3 separate regions of the Mus musculus genome follow, and regions 2 and 3 are each linked to region 1. The links are chromatin contacts, called in public HiCAR-type and promoter capture Hi-C maps. All regions are on one chromosome and are shown on one strand. The core of a region is the stretch at or near the end of the contact, and the rest is flanking DNA. Distances in the headings are between cores, read along the strand shown. Region 1 holds the start of Mpc1 (mitochondrial pyruvate carrier 1). Region 2 holds the start of Tmem242 (transmembrane protein 242). Region 3 holds the start of Qk (quaking).

Evidence for each region. Promoter capture Hi-C pulls out the DNA fragments that hold promoters and counts their contacts. HiCAR-type assays count read pairs that join an accessible place to other places.
Region 2: a HiCAR-type map of astrocytes shows a contact between it and region 1, with 3 times the contacts expected there. The contact joins the promoter of Tmem242 here to the promoter of Mpc1 in region 1. A contact is called at or near these places in 1 of 39 promoter capture datasets (the 3T3-L1 cell line) and 1 of 115 datasets of contacts at active chromatin or transcription factors (astrocytes).
Region 3: a promoter capture Hi-C map of pre-B cells shows a contact between it and region 1, with 3 times the contacts expected there. The contact joins the promoter of Qk here to the promoter of Mpc1 in region 1. A contact is called at or near these places in 2 of 39 promoter capture datasets (cranial neural crest and pre-B cells).

The regions. Positions count from the first base shown.
Region 1 is chr17:8,281,853-8,287,010 of GRCm38.p6, reverse strand. It overlaps Mpc1 (mitochondrial pyruvate carrier 1), which reads right to left and starts at 3,224. Exons shown (of 5, transcript NM_018819.5): 1 at 3,050-3,224. The coding sequence starts at 3,120.
Region 2 is chr17:5,437,432-5,442,589 of GRCm38.p6, reverse strand. It overlaps Tmem242 (transmembrane protein 242), which reads left to right and starts at 2,330. Exons shown (of 4, transcript NM_027457.4): 1 at 2,330-2,457; 2 at 2,958-3,058. The coding sequence starts at 2,373.
Region 3 is chr17:10,317,137-10,322,294 of GRCm38.p6, reverse strand. It overlaps Qk (quaking), which reads left to right and starts at 2,934. Exons shown (of 8, transcript NM_001159517.1): 1 at 2,934-3,563. The coding sequence starts at 3,422. It overlaps Gm46608, which reads left to right. Exons shown (of 1, transcript XM_017317774.2): 1 at 1-2,644. The coding sequence starts at 1,950. The coding sequence ends at 2,576. Cahm (colon adenocarcinoma hypermethylated RNA) reads right to left here and starts at 2,376. Exons shown (of 1, transcript NR_037588.1): 1 at 1,154-2,376.

The DNA of each region.
Region 1 (5,158 bases), core at 1,975-4,474:
CTCATCCCCACGCAGTCTCTACCTCCCCAAAAGGTATTCCAAAAATACCCAACCCTGCAAGTCTTTCAAACCATCCTGTGCATCATTATTCTACACATCAACCCCGTTTTGGCCTCACAAGTTGAGCATTGAAAAGACCTCAGGTTTTCTAATTGCTCTAAATATCATCTAATTGGTCATGTGGCAGGCAAAGTGCTAGGTTACCCCCAACTCTAATATTCCATGTTTAGGAAGCACTCCTTTTATCTGCTACAACTTTTCATTTGGGTAAATAATATAAACAAAGCCTTCCTGGGAACTCAGAAGTGAAAGTCAACTTAGAACACCTTATTAACTTGAGAATATTCACTGCCAACATCTCACTAACCTCAGAGCTGTAAGCATACTGTTAAAGCATTGGACAACCTGGGTTCCACCTAAATAACATGTGATACATACATACACAAGTATGTGTGTGTATGAGAGAGAGAGAGAGACAGAGAAAGGAGAATATGTGTGTGTGTGTGTGTATATATACAGTCACCTCTGCTCTAAATATAAACTTTCTGTCAGTAAGGTACATAAGGAAATCTTTTTGTTTTGTTTTGTTTTTTTCCAGACAGGGTTTCTCTGTATAGCCCTGGCTGTCCTAGAACTCACTCTGTAGACCAGGCTGGCCTTGAACTCAGAAATTCGCCTGCCTCTGCCTTCCGAGTGCTGGGATTAAAGGCGTGCGCCACCACGCCCAGCAGGAAATAGTTTTTTTAAAGAAGACTTTGAAAATCCAGATGTGGTGGTGTACACCTTTATTCCCAGCACTCAGGAGGCAGAGGCAGGAGGCAGAGAGGCAGGAGGCAGAGAGAGAGGCAAAGAGAGAGGCAGAGAGAGAGGCTGCGAGGCAGGAAGATCTTTGTGAATTCAAGCCCAGCCTGGTCTAATGAGTTCCAAGACATGCAGAGATATGTAGAGATCCTGTCTCAAAAACAAAACAGGGCTGGAGCGATGCTCTGCCAAAGGTCCTGAGTTCAATTCCCAACAACCACATGGTGCTTTACAACCATCTGTAGTGGGATCCGATGCCCTCTTCTGTGTGTGTCTGAAGACAGCTTCATTGTACTCATATACATAAAAAAATATAAATCTTTAAAACAAAGCACCCAAAAGTAAAACTAAGAAAGTGGTTGGAGTCAGGTAGTGGTGGCGCACGCCTTTAACCCCAGCAACTTGAGAGAGGCGGAGAGGCAGGAGGATTCCTGAGTTTGAAGTTGAGCCTGGTCTACAGAGTGTGAGTTCCAGGACAACCAGGGCTACACAGAGAAACCCTGTCTCGGGGGGGGGGGGGGGGAGATATATGACTCAATGACTCAGCAGGTAATGACGCTACTGTTCTTACAAAAGAGCTGGTTTTCATTGCCAGACCTACATGAAGGCTCTCAACTGTCTGCATGCTTGTTCCAGGATGCCTGTTCTGACCTCCATAGGTACATATACTCAGGTTCACATCAAATACATAAAATTAAAAAAAAAAAAAAGAATCGAGGGCTGAGGGTATAACTTTGTAGGCCTTTTAAGGCACAGGACCTGAGTTTGAGACTCAATATTAAACAAAAAAGAACGGGGGTGGGGGAGGGACTGAGGGACTGTTAAGAAAACAGACCTAGAAATATAGAAAGTTCTTGATCTGAGTCTTATCAAAAATCAAGTGCAGCAGCACGGTGCACTGGGGGTTGAGCCCAGGCATGAAGGCGGGTCCCAGGGAAACAGAAGCGCCTCGCAAAGGAAAAGACATTAATCAAGATGGTGAAGACGGATGAGTAAGACAGTTGTAGAAACTCAAGGCACTAAGTATTTACTATTAACTACAATACTACTGTAGACTGGCTGGCCTTGAACTCAAGAGATCCTCCAGCTTGTCTCCCTTGTGCTGGGATTAAAGGCGAATGCCACCACTGGCAGGCTCGGTATTGACCACTGAGAAGAAAATTAAAAAGCAGCCCTCCACTTATCTAACTTTAAAATCACAAGAAAATAAAACTATGCTTGGAAATATTGTAATCGGTTTCTAAATTTTGTGAGATCCTTAAAATAGAATCAGGCACCAGGAAATTATAACTGAAAATGAATTCTGGAAAGTGCTTCTTCAACCTCTCAATGTCAAGCCCTCGGGACACACACCTTGCAAGTAAATGCCTCTTCTCAGACGCACTGCGTGGCTGCGACACATGATTGTCCGGTCCCCCTCCCCCAAGCACCGTCAAATGGAAAACAAACAAACAAAAAAACAAACAAAAAACCAAAAAAAAAAAAAAACCCCGCCCTCTGTGCTGCAAATTCTAGCTCCCATTACCCGGATCCCGGCACATTCCAGCACCGCTCCCGCCAAGTCCCGGGCCGGGAGACGAGGAGGGGGATGGTAGCACCCAGTGTCCCCACGTCAACCCACGCAAGGGCATCCTGACTGCCTGCCCAGGAGCGGTGTTCGTCCGGTCGGTCACGAGCCGGAGCGGCGTCCCTGCAGTCACACCGCGTCTTTCAGTCAAGGACTGGAGCTCTGTTCCCTGTCACCAGCCATTCCCTGGGTCGTCCTGCCCGGGAGCGCTGTCCGCTCGGTCACTTGTCGTCCTCTCAGTCACGGGTGGGAGCGCTGTCCCCTCGGGCATGGGTGGGAGAGGCGTCCCCTCCGGCACAGGTTGGGGCGGGGTCCCCAGTCACACCATGTCTTTCAGTTCGCGGGGCTGGAGCTGTTCCCTGTCACCTGCCATTCCCTAGGTCGCCTTAACCAAGAGCGCTGTACCCTCAGTAACCTGCGGTCCCTTAGGTCACGGGTGGGAGCTACGTCCCCTGAGTCCTGCTGTCCCTTCAGGCACGGGTGTGAGCGCTGTCCCTTCTGCCCTCCTAGTCACAGGTAGGAGCGCCATCCCCTCGGTCACTTGCTGTACCCTCGGGAGCGCCGTCCCCTCGGGCACCGGTAGGAGCGCGTTCCACCCGTGCGCCGCTCTCCTACCTTGGCACGGCGCCGCAGGGTTTTCCCGCAGCGGGCGGCTCCCCCACGGCCTACCATGACGCTCACCTCATGAGATAGTCCCGGAAGTCCTTGCTCCGGACATAGTCCGCCGCTTTGCGCACCAGCGCTCCAGCCATGGCCGTGCCGTTGGCGGTGAAGCCGCTACCTAGACAGATGACACCGCTGTGGACTCGGCTGAGGCCCTCGGCGCTCTCACCCCAGCGCCCGCCTCACGACACTCGGAGAAGCCTTACGACCGCTCGGCGCTCCACCAATGAGAACGCGCTAGACCGCAGAGCGCGTCCGGGATTGGCTGCCGCGGTCGACACACCCCCCGCCTGCCCTCGGGGCGGTGCGCGCCGCGGGGCTGCCGTCGTAAAAGGGCCCGGCGGCCCGGACGACTGGCGGTTGCTAGGGGCTGCGAGGGTGACACTCCTCTGCCCGGGGGTCCTGGGCAGGCTTCCGGGGTCTCAGCGGGGCGTGGTGGGCAGGTCGGGCTCCTGTCACCCCTCGCCTGTCCCTTTGCCCCGCGGGCGGCTGCACAGAGACGGTGAGATCCTGCAAACCGGCGGCGACCGGCTTGGGATGGAGTCACCGAGTGCAGAGGAGGGAGGCAGTTAAAAATAGCTAAGAGCCTCAGTCTCCAGAAGTGTGGCTGCCCACGTGTGGAAAGCACAGGTTACATAAGTGCCCGGAGCGTGCATACTGCAGCTTTAGCCTGTACACCCGCAGAGGCTCAGAGCCACACCCCAGACATGGCGGGGGGGGGGGGGGCAGAATGCAGAGAGAGTTGAGCCGGAGGTAATGAGAAGGGCCTGGCTACATTTCCTGTCACCACTACCACTCTTGAGGAGAGGAAAGGTGACAGAATCCCTTCCGCCGTAAACCGGATCGCGTGAAGAACACAACTGCCTTCAGGCTGCTCGCAGCCACACCCGAGTAGGCCACACCGCGCTAAGGGTCGCTAAGGCCCGTCCCCTGAGTTCGTGCCAGTGTCAGTCTTTGTTTACCAAAAGGAGGCTGAAGACGACCTTCCCCTTATAGGGAAGGGTCTGCAGGGCCCGGACTGCAGCGCTCTTGCCAGGTTTGCTCCGGAAGCCCTGGCTGTGTTCCATCTCCAGCACTGCCGTAAACCAGGCTGGGTGGTGGGAAGTTCAAGGTCACCACTGAGTCCTCGGGGTGGGGCTTGGGGCGAAAGTTATTAAACGAATGGTAATCTTCTGTGGTTTTCCCCTTCTATGCATAGTAAATATGTGCAGCTTTTCTCAGATTTAATTTTTGCCGGTTTATTCTAACAATCTTCCGAGAATAGAGGGGACTCTCTTCCTTACCAAAACCGAACCTGAAGCGGGCCTTGGTGGCAAATGAGTTTGATCCCAGCACCGAAGATGCAGAGGCAGAGGCAGAGGCAGGAGGATTTGAGTTCAAGGCCAGCCGTGTCTATATAGCTAGTTCTGTAGCCCTGGCTACTCAGAGAAACCCTGTCTCAAACAAAATTTAAAAAACGAAAAACAAAAAACAAGGCCAGGCAAAAAAAACAAAACAAAAAAAAAAAAAAACACACAAACAGCAACAACAACAAAAGCACAATTTGGGGATTATACCTCAAATCAAGGAAAGTTGAGTAATTTAGAATGCCACTGGGGAATATGAAGTCTGGAATGCACTGGCAGAAATGAATATAGGAAGTTAAACCAAACACTCAAGGGAATGCATAAGTATTAAGAATGGACATTCCCTTTGGCCAGCAATTCCTTTCTAGAGCTGTCCCTGGAAAGGCTAGTTTGTGGAGCTTATTTTAATATGGAAACAATCCTCAAGGCGTTCCAGCGTGTGTCATAGTGTGTAACTTAGCAGGTGAGAGAGAAAAGAGGACCCATTCAAGGCTGGCCTGCGCTACATGACATCCTGTCTTAAATAACTGCAAATTAGTAATAAACCAGGCCTGGTAGTGTACACTTTTATCCTAACAAGTGGGAGGCAGAGGTAGGCAGACCTCCTATGAGTTCTGAGACCAGTCTGGTTTAGATAGCGACTAGGCAAGAAAACAAGTTATTTATGTTCTAGTGCTAAGTAATTATAGTATTTATCTGCAGGAAAAAATGTGTGGACTATTGTATAAAGTATGTTACTCATTTGTGCTCAGCGATGTTTTTGTGTGCAAAGATATTGGGA
Region 2 (5,158 bases), core at 1,081-3,580, 2.8 Mb after region 1:
GGTTTTTGTGTCTTTATAAACCCCTTACCCCTTGAGCTCATTGTCAACTCTTCTATCCCTGGGAGGGATACCAGTTGTCCCCAGTGCACTGATCTTGTTTGTCTGTGTTTCCTCTTTTGTTTTCCTGACCCCTTGAGCTCGTGGTCAACTCCTCTACCCCTGCATGGGATACAAGTCGTCCCCAGTGCACTGGTCTTTCCCAAATAAACCTCTTGCAGTTTGCATCAAGACTGTTTCTCGTGAGTGATTTGGGGTGTGGCCTATCCTGAGTTAGAACGTGGGGGAGTCCTCACGTTGTGGGTCTTTCAGCAGCAGAGCAAAGTCGTCCTTTTCTTTTAATAGGGTCTTTCTATGTATCCCTGGCTGGTCTGGAACTTCTTATGTACACAAGGCTGCTCTGCAACACACCCACATGCACCACCACACCTGGCATCCATTCTGGCCTTGAACAGAGCAAGGACAGGAAGAGGAAGAGGCTGTGGTCTCACAGTCCCTCTTGAATTAGCCAAAGCTGGATTTATAGGCCACACCTCTCAGTGACTTTGAACCACTAGGCCTCATGGTTCAAAAATTCTGCCAGCTCTGAACAGTATCACCTGATGGGCTCTCAGTGACCCAAAAAGATATAGCAAGGGCATATAGGAAGCATCCAATATGTTAGCAGCTATAGTCACTATTATTATATGTGACAGGAAAGGAGAAGTATAAGTCCTTCTTGTAAGTGCCTACAAGTGGGCACAGTATTTGCCCACTTGTAAGGGGCCTTCCCAGACTCTGAAACTAGGCTTCTAAGGAACTGGACAGAAACAGAGCAGTTGTCCTCAACCAAGCCTAGCATCAGATCTCATGCTGCCCCAGACTTTCAGAGATAAAGTCTCTAATGGGAGAGACTGGGCAGCTTTAACCGTTCGTATGTAATGCTTTAAAAACTACTAGAATCAATGATAACAGCAATTAAAACGCATATTATGTGTGCCAGACACTATGCTAACTCCATCACACTCATAACTTTTAAAAGATTGAAACTGGGTCTTGTTACCTAGGTTAGATTTGAATTTATCCTCTTGTATCAGCTTTTCAAGTGGTCAAGAGGGATGTACAACACACACACACACACACACACACACACACACACACACGCACCTCTTCATTCAAAAATCCTGTGAGGTACTGTTTCCATAGTTAATAATTGAGGGGAACGAGGTAACGAGAGGCTATATGGCAAACACCAAGTTCACACAAATAAGAAGTGCTTTACGACCTGAACGCAGGTCTGAGCTAATAAATGCATTTAACTGCTGCAAAAACTAATGCTTTCATTTACCCGTCCCTCGGACAGGCATTTATTATACATGACCAGGTAATACACTGAGAGCTGGGGAATATCAAATGAGTATAGATAACAATCTCCACCCTCAAGATGCCCATGCCCTTAAAGTGCTCAGAAAAAGGCTAGAGGCTAAAGAACTGGCTTCATTTTAAAAGATGATGCCATATGTCTTAGGTCTCCCTTTGAGAGGCTGAAAACGTTGGCTACTTCCCACTACTCTTCCCTCAATAGCCATTTACTCTGTCCGTAGACCCTGGCACATCGTCCTCCCAGGCCTGCTTGCAGGCTGCTAAGGATCCCAGCAAGTCCGGGGCAGCCTTGGAGCCCGTGTTAATAAGCTTTGAGAGAGGGCCTCTGTACTCTGCTCTCTAGATTGGCTCAGTTCATTCAATCATTTAGCCAGCCCAGCGCGTCCACTGGGGGCGGGCAAATCAGATCTTGGGAAGGGCGTGTGCTTCGAAGCTGGTGAGATGTTTCTCTTCCAGAATTGGGCATGTCACTTAACCCTGAAATAACTATTTCGAAATTTCTCAGAAAGAAGCGGGGAAAATATTGAGGCTTGCTTTTTAGAATCGTGGTCTGTTAGTGCGGACCAAATCCTTAGAAGCAGTGCAAGTGTATCTGGAGTGGTAAACAGCTCCAGGATCCAAGCCAGGCAGATGGGCTCCCGGCTCCATTTGCGACCTCTCACTGCCTCCTAGAGTCGGAACTGAGTATTCTTCCAAGTAGGGAAAACAAAACAAAACCAAAAAAAAAAAAACCCAAAACCTTACTAAAGTCCAACAGATCATCACCTTGCAAGAAGGCGAGTGATCCTCCCAGGAGGGCCGTCTTGTGGGGCGCCGCCCTCGGCTCTGGGCTGGGACAGAGAGCAGCCTTTCTGTCTTCTCTCACTGCAAGAGTGTTAAGCGGGGAAAGTGGGAAACCCGGACCTTTCTTCAGGTTGCACAGGGAAGGCAGCCGCGGAACCTTTCTTCTCTCTCCCTTGAGCTTCCACTCGGGCCTCTTTGGTAACGGAAACAGTAGAGTAGGAGACTTTAAAATGGAGACCTCGGGTCCTGGGCCCGGGGAGTCCTCTGAATTAGAAGCTCCAGGGTCTCCGGACGATCGGTTGTTTCTGGTTAAAGGTATGCTTGCTCTGAGCTGGGATGTGATGTTCCGGAACACATTCTTTTCTGAGAGCCCTTATTCTGAACTCAGCCAGTGGGGCCCATATGTCACTCACCAGGTGAAGTCTCCTTGGGCAGGGGCGGGTAAATCCTGCCATCTACTCTCCAGTCCATACTGTATTTACCCATCCTTATCTATAGTTTTTCTTGTGCCCTGCCCTTTTCTGATTGCCACGATCTCTTCTTCCCGTGGAAAAACTTCGCGCTGCTGTCCTTGAGGACAGAGAGAAGGGAAAAAAACCCATTCTCAGCCCTGAAGAACTGAGCTTCAGAGCGTACCCTTGAACCAGAAACCCGAGGTCGTGAGATCACGCAGGTTTCTCAGACCCACTTCACAAGAGCCGCCTAGCCATGATGTTTCGAGTTTTGAATGTAATCCTGAAAGTTTCTGATACTTCGTTGTGCAATTCTCTTTAATTTAAGTTTTATTTTTAATCCCTTCTCTCAATTCTTGGCAGGTGGAATTTTCCTTGGTTCTGCAGCCGCAGCGGGAATGCTAGCTGGATTTGTTACAACATTATCATTAGCTAAAAAGAAAAGCCCTGAGTGGTTCAATAAGGTTTGTGACTCTGAAATCCATTCATAGCATTGCTATTGTTTTTAACAAAGGACAGCTTTTTGCATAGGAAAAAATAGTGACCTTCATTCACATGGTTTTGAAAATACACCCACAAACCCTCATGGGTTTAAGAAGTATACTAGTTGTCAGTCTTGATTTTTTTTTCCGTGTGCTTCCTTAAAAATTAACAGAATGAGGCTTTGAAGAATAACTGAGCAAAACTTTGGAAACATTGTTTTCCCTACAGCATGAATAAGTAATTTAGTATTGATAATAAGAGACCTTGCTTTGAAAGAAAAGCAATATCACTTAAACTATTGGTGCTGGTTGCAAGAAGTATATTTATTTCATAGATGTTAAAATTTTAACATTTTTTTAGAATGAGTGAAAACTTTGTTTTTGTGTTTTAATGCAAGGGCCGCAGTCGCTATAAAGTGCCTGGCACACAGTAGGTGCTCATAAAGTGTTGGGTGACTAACTATATCCACTAGAGACAGAAGATCATTATTCTGTTAGCAGGATTGTACATTTGCTGTTTGTCGTGTGCCTGCTTTCCCTGGTTGGTGGGGAATTTCTTGATGTGTATTGTAGTTGCTTATAATGTCTTGTCTTTTCCCCTCCCACCCATATTGCTGACTTACTGTTCGCCTCAGTAAGTGTTTACTTGGGATCCTTTATGTTTCAGGCACTCTATGATTAAGGTGGATAGGGTACAAAAATAAACATGTCTTTCCCTCGGGAATTTAAATGTCTGCTGTGAGAGACACAATTAGATATTCACACCAATAACTATGCAATTAGCTTGATGTGTGCTACAGACAAATGTTATGTGAAAAACCATAAACCAATTGAATTCCCTTCCACTTATCTGTAATAGTCATACTTAAGCTTTGAATACTATAATGACAGGAGACTAAAATGTATCTAAAATGCTTTCCAATTCCCTCTCAATACTCTAAAGGGTTATGGAGCTACTAAGATCACTTCTGTGGCTCCTCTGATGGGCCATTTTCTCCCTCTACCATGTAATACTTTTAGAGAAGAAATTACTTTGTGGCAGATGTCGTTAAGACCTAACCAGTGTTGGTGCTTTACAGCCAAGCTGTGTTTGGTTTCGAAACCACAGGTTTAATCTGTTTAAGAATCTGATAATGAGAAAAACCCAGGGATTGTCTTGTTTCCACATACTAACAGCTTGGTTCTTTGTTTTGTTCTGGGGCTGGATCATAAGACATGCCACTTGTGCTCTAACACACTTGTACACTGTGGTCCAAAAACTCCTGATGGTCCTTGAGACAACTCATTCCCTGTTCATGTTTAGAGATGCACACTGATGGCATAGAGCAGTGGCATACTCATGGTGGTGGTCACATAAACAGTCCTTGCAGTCTCTGTGTACTGTGTTGTGGGACGCAGCAGTAGTTTTTAAAATAATTAAAAGGAACCAGCATTAGGCAAGTGTCATTGTTGAAGCGGTAAAATTATGAACTATTCAATAATGACACCTGGCAACACCTGACTTGTAAAGTCATGGGAGGTGGGAGTGTGCACAAAGCACTTCTGCTCAAGAAGCCACAGATGCCTTACCAGCTGAATCAGGGTATCCCCCACAGACTGCCAGTCACTCAGAAATGGCGTGTTTGGGGCAGGCATTTTCTTAAAAACACAAAGTAGGCCTGGCTCTTGAGGAAAGCGGTTGTCAGTCTTTGTTGACAGTGTTAATAAGCTTTCAATTGAGAACACTTAGACTCACTCGTAACTACCAGCGTCCACTTGACAGCTTCTCCATACTTAACAGCTTTGCTGGTGAGATGTCATGATTTGATGATTTTAAAAAACTGTTTAACACATGGGATCAACAGTTGAAAGATCTGTATAATGCAGATACCGATACCTTCTGTAGTCAGTTCGCATGGGGTAGTGTCCAGCAAAGTGCAAAGCTGACTGGTGGATTTGAATGTTACAAATGGCAGAAATTTTTATTAATAGGACTCCATATGGCAACCAACCTTCAGAAGACATTTTTGTTAGTACTGGTATATTACAAAGAAGATAAGCTAATAAAATACTTCTTGTTCTAACCATGTCAGTGTGAGGCCG
Region 3 (5,158 bases), core at 1,685-4,184, 2.0 Mb before region 1:
TTTGTAGTCTACATTGCATTCATCATGTTGTGTGATCAATACATGTGCACAATGTGCAGAAGAGTGGGAGACAGACAAAGATGGGAGCCTATGGATGAGTGCCTGGGCAAGGTCAGTGGCCCCAAAGGCCATGTGTTCACTTGCTGTACAGTCCTGGACTGCCTCCACTAGCCACTAAGCTGTTCCTAGGCAACCAACCATCTCAGTTCAAATATGGCTACTCACACCTCCCCACGTGTCGGGGGAAGCACTGAAGGAACTAAATCAGGTAAGAATTTTAACCTCAAGTATGCAACTAGCTAATGACACTCCTCTTTGAACACCAAAGTCATGAGAGCCTACACATGTGCTGTTGTTGGGGTTAGGAACTCTCAAAGCGTGAGAGTCTCTGATGGCAAACAAACTGACGCACAGATCTGACATGGCATGTGAGAAATGTGACAGAAACAACTAAACATTTAACAAAAAATAGAGGTGGCATATGGGAGCTGGAGTGGGGCTTTTGGGCAACTAGGGAAAACTTTACAAGGGTACACCAAGCCCAGAGCCCTACAGATGCCAAGCATGTGTAGAGGTCAAGACACATGAGGAGTCCATCTAGTGAGCTTGGGCAGCAACATCTCTTGGGGCCTAATAGGTCTTGGGAAACTCTGGATATTTTTTTTCTTAACCTGAGAAATCAGGCAAAACTAAGCAGGGGAAGAGAAAATGCACTAAATGGCTACTATTTCCAAGTGATGGGTCCACCAGGGATTGAGCCATGGTGAATGAATATTGCCTATTATTTTCATTCAACTACATTATAAAAGTGGTTGGACATATGGGTCAAAAATTATGTAACACTGTAATGAATTCAAAGGATTTACTGGATAGGGTCAGTAAAATGGGGATGGGGGCACTCTGGTATAAAATATACATGGATTTGAACAGCAGATAGGGCTCATTGGCTATAGTGCTGGATAAAATTATTCAGTTTCCCTCTTCCTCTTCAGGGGTTTCCTCTTATGTAAAACTTGGGGCTGCCAGGATTGCCTAAGGTACAGGACTGCTCTGATTGAGCTATAGAGGGAGAGCAGTTACCAAAGGGCCTATAAGTGTGACCAACTTACAAAGGGGACTTCTCTTGCACAAACACAGACAATGTATAATAATTCAGTGACAAAATATTTTTTAATAATATACAAGAAAGAAACCTCGTTTTTTTCTAGATTCTGAAGAAAGATTTAGAAAATGTAGTAACAGCTTTTTGATCAAATTATTCCATGCTTTCACTAATTTATTGTTTAGAGATAATTAAGGGATTATCTATAGTACTAAGAACTACTATAGCCATTGTTGGAAAATTAAAATTATTTCAATTACATGTTAACTTTGTTCATCATTTGCTCTAAAAAACGTAGTTTAATGGACAACTAGAAAACCAAAACCCAAACCAACCCAAACTGTAGTCTTTAAATAAAATAATCAGAAGCTACTGGCCAGGAAAAGAGTAAAATTGCTTTAAATACCGTTGGTACCACACAAACTTCGAAAATGCTCTTTAGAAATCGCGTAAATCAAAGTTTAAAACAACAACAACAAAAAAAGCAATCCAACTAGCCTGCTTACGTACACATTTAAAATACAGTGAGATGATTCCCAGAAAATTATAGCCAGGGCCAACTCTCAAAATGGTTAATTTGACAATCTTGTCTACATTTTAATGGAGCATGTTATAGAGAACTTGCAACAAAACAGGGATGATGCAGATTTAATGACCGACAGCTTCTATAAATCGCAGGACTTCATTGCTGCAATTCGGAACATTGTTTCCGAAACAAATGTAACCGGCAGAACTTCCTCTACACGCCATAGAAAGCCCCTGTCCTGGCCCTCTGCCTGTCATTTATTTATTTATTTTTGTCAAGTAGGTAAAAATAGGCGTTGGCCACTTCGTTTTTTCCCCGAATATGTACTCCTCACACAGGCTCCCTTGTGCGGGGGCCGCACCGCTGAGGAGCCAGCGCCTCCGCCACCAGGGACTGGAACCTGCGGTGAGGATTAACGGAACCGCGCGTCACGCCGCATGGAACAGAGCCCGCCCGCACGCCCGTGGGTGCGCACGCGTGTGCCGTCTCCGCCCACGGTCCGGGGCCGCCTCGCAGCCCACGGCAACGCGAGGCCCGTCACGCGTGGCGCTGGCTCCAGGGGAAACCTCACTGGAGTCCCTACCGCCGGAGACACTTGCGGTGTGGGCGCCCACGCCAACTCAGTCCGCCGCCACCTCGCACCCCAAGCGATCCGACGGCCGGGTTTCCCGCCCCGCGAGGTGGGCGCCGCGCCAGAACGGTTCGGTCCCGCTCCTCCGTCCGCAGGCCATCTTCGTCCCGCTCCACCCCCACGCAGGCGCGCTCCAGGCCCGCTTCCCCCCCACCCCCCGCCCCCACGGCGCGCTCTCCGCCAGGTGGGGCGGAGCGACCCTCGGAAGGGGCGTGGTCACAGTCCTCGACGCGCGCACGCGCTCTCAGCCTCTCGGCTACGTGTCTGGACACGTGACGCCCACCCGAGAGTCCCCAGTGAAGCAACAGGACGTTTAAAAAAAAAAAATTTTTTTTTTTTTGAGGGGGTAGCGAGGAAGGTGGACGAAGAGGTTTAAGAAAAAAAAAAAAAACCCAAACTATAGTAACGCGCGCGGACGCGAGGCCCGGGCGGCGGCGAGCGCAGCGCGTCGCGGAGAGTCCCGCCGGGATTCCTCTCAGCCGCCGCACCCGACCGCGCCCGCCGCCTCAGCAACAGCGCGCCGACGAGCCAGCGCCGCCGCCCGCGTCCCCCTCAGCCGCGACCCCGGCCCCGCGCGGGCGGCCACCGGCGCGCGTCCTCCCCGCCGCGGCCCGGCCCTGCGCCGGCCGTCCCGCCCGAGCGGCCAGGGGCGGCGGCGCCGCCTGAACTGAGGCGAACTCCGCCGCCAAGTGAGTGAGGAGGAGGAGAGCCGCGGAGGAAGAGGAGGAGCGCAGTCGGAGCGCGGCGGCGGCGGCGGCGGCGGTAACGCGGAGCGCCGCGGCGGACAGCACCGCAGACTCGCGAGCTCCGGCGCAGGCGGCGCGACCGGCCGACGAGCGGCCCCCCGGCTCCTCGCGGCGCAGCGGCCCCGCGCCGCGCTCGGCCCGAGACCCGCCTCTGCCGCCGGCCTCGCGAGGGGAGCCGCGCCGGGCGGCCGAGGAGCGGCGGCCGCGGCGCGTCGGGCCGGGCGAAAGTGCCTGCGGGGGGCGGGCGGGCGCGCGGAGCCGGCCGCCCCGGGGCTCGGCGCGGGAGCCGGAGCGGGAGCCGGCGCGGAGCGGGACGCCGCGTCCCGAGCGGCCGGCGGCCGGAGCTCGCCCCCGCCCCTCCCTCCTCTCCTCCGGCGGCGGCGGCGGCGGGCGGAGTGAGCTGCGGAGCCTGGAATATGGTCGGGGAAATGGAAACGAAGGAGAAGCCGAAGCCCACCCCAGATTATTTGATGCAGCTGATGAACGACAAGAAGCTCATGAGCAGCCTGCCCAACTTCTGCGGGATCTTCAACCACCTCGAGCGGCTGCTGGACGAAGGTGAGGCGCCCGGCCCCGGCGCGGCGGCCCGGGATGGCGGGGCGGCGGGAAGGTCAGGCGGGCGGGCGGGCGGGCGCACAAAGGCGGCGCGGGCGGCTCGCGGCCCGGCCGGGGCCGGGCCAGGCCCGAGGGCGGACCCGGGAGCGCGCGGGGCTGCGGGGCTGCGGCCGGCTCCCGACGGCGCGGCGGCTAGGCTCCCCGCCATCCCGGCCATCTCGGCCGGCCCGGCGGGGCCACGCGATTCCCCGAGCTCCGCCTCGCCTGGCCCGCGGAGCCCCGGCTTAGCGGGCTCTTTTCGGTAGAGTTGCGTGGCCCGCAGTACCCGATCGGACCCCGAGATGTCCAGGAATCACGTAGGGTACCGAAGAAAAGTAGTGCTTATGTGGCCGAAGGCGAGGACGAAATGACAGAGTAGAACACTTTTTGTCCTTTTGTTTGGGGAAGCGAGAACTGTTTGGGAGTTTAACTTCACTTTTTTTTTTTTCTTTAGTCTGTGGTGGTGGTGGTGGGGGAGGAGTACGAAATACCGCGAGGACAGACCTGAACGGAATCCGAGTTTGGAAGAACTGGGGCGGAGGGTTCGCTCCCGGCGTAGCCGCCTGCGTTTGCAGGGCGGGGAGCTGGAAGTTTGAAAGGACGGGGATAAAATAGAGCAGAAGTTTGCACAAGCCGAGTTAGGAGCGCTGTGGGGAGCGAAGACTGACTGGAGATTAATGCTGGTCAGCTCTGGAATTCCTTTAGGAACTACTCATAGCAGCGACCTGGAGTGTTAGTTCCCAGTAGCTGTAGGTTTCTGTGGACGCCCGGGGCGGGGTTGGGGGGTGGGATAGGACCAACAAGTCTGTTTTAAATCGAGTAGCGAGTAGTTTCTGTCTTCTCTTTTAAAGTCTCTGAGTGGACTGTTTAAAGGAAGCGGAAAACTATGTTGTACAGATGAACATGGATTTTAGGATCTTGAGAAGAATGTCGAAAAATTTTAGAGATAGCTGGGGATATCTGCTGGCATGTCAGGGAAGAACAAAAGACTCCCGAGCTAAAAGATGATTAAAGAGTCATCCTCAGAGCTTCCGTTGGATGGGGAGCTTTGGGCAGTATTTAAAACAGAAAACATTCAGCTATTACACATGAACATGCAACAGCAACACATCGAAAGAGGCATTTTTTATTGTTGGGTTGGTATATTTGTTAGTGTTAAATTGCCCTGGAGAAAAAACTTGAACTGCCCCTTTAAGGGTTTTTGCCTTTCCTATTTGTGTTGGCATTTGAAAAATTGTGGAGGCAGAAAACTTTCTGGAATGTCCAAAAAAAAAAAAAGAAAGCTGGAGCTCTTAAATTGAGTATTTCCAAAAGTGAGCGCTAAGGGGCGCCAGTTATTTTTTTTTAACCTTGGAAATGTTTGGAACAAAATAGTATGCTTAATAATCTGACCTATATTAGGTGCAGTTGAAACTTAAATTTTTAGATGACTTCATTTGTCACTATTCACAAATGTGATTAGGGCGGAAACACCTCATACATTGATATTTCTTCCTTGGCATTGGTTTTTATGATATTAGTAGCATATTTATGAGGAAAAATTTAGTTTTTAAAAGTTC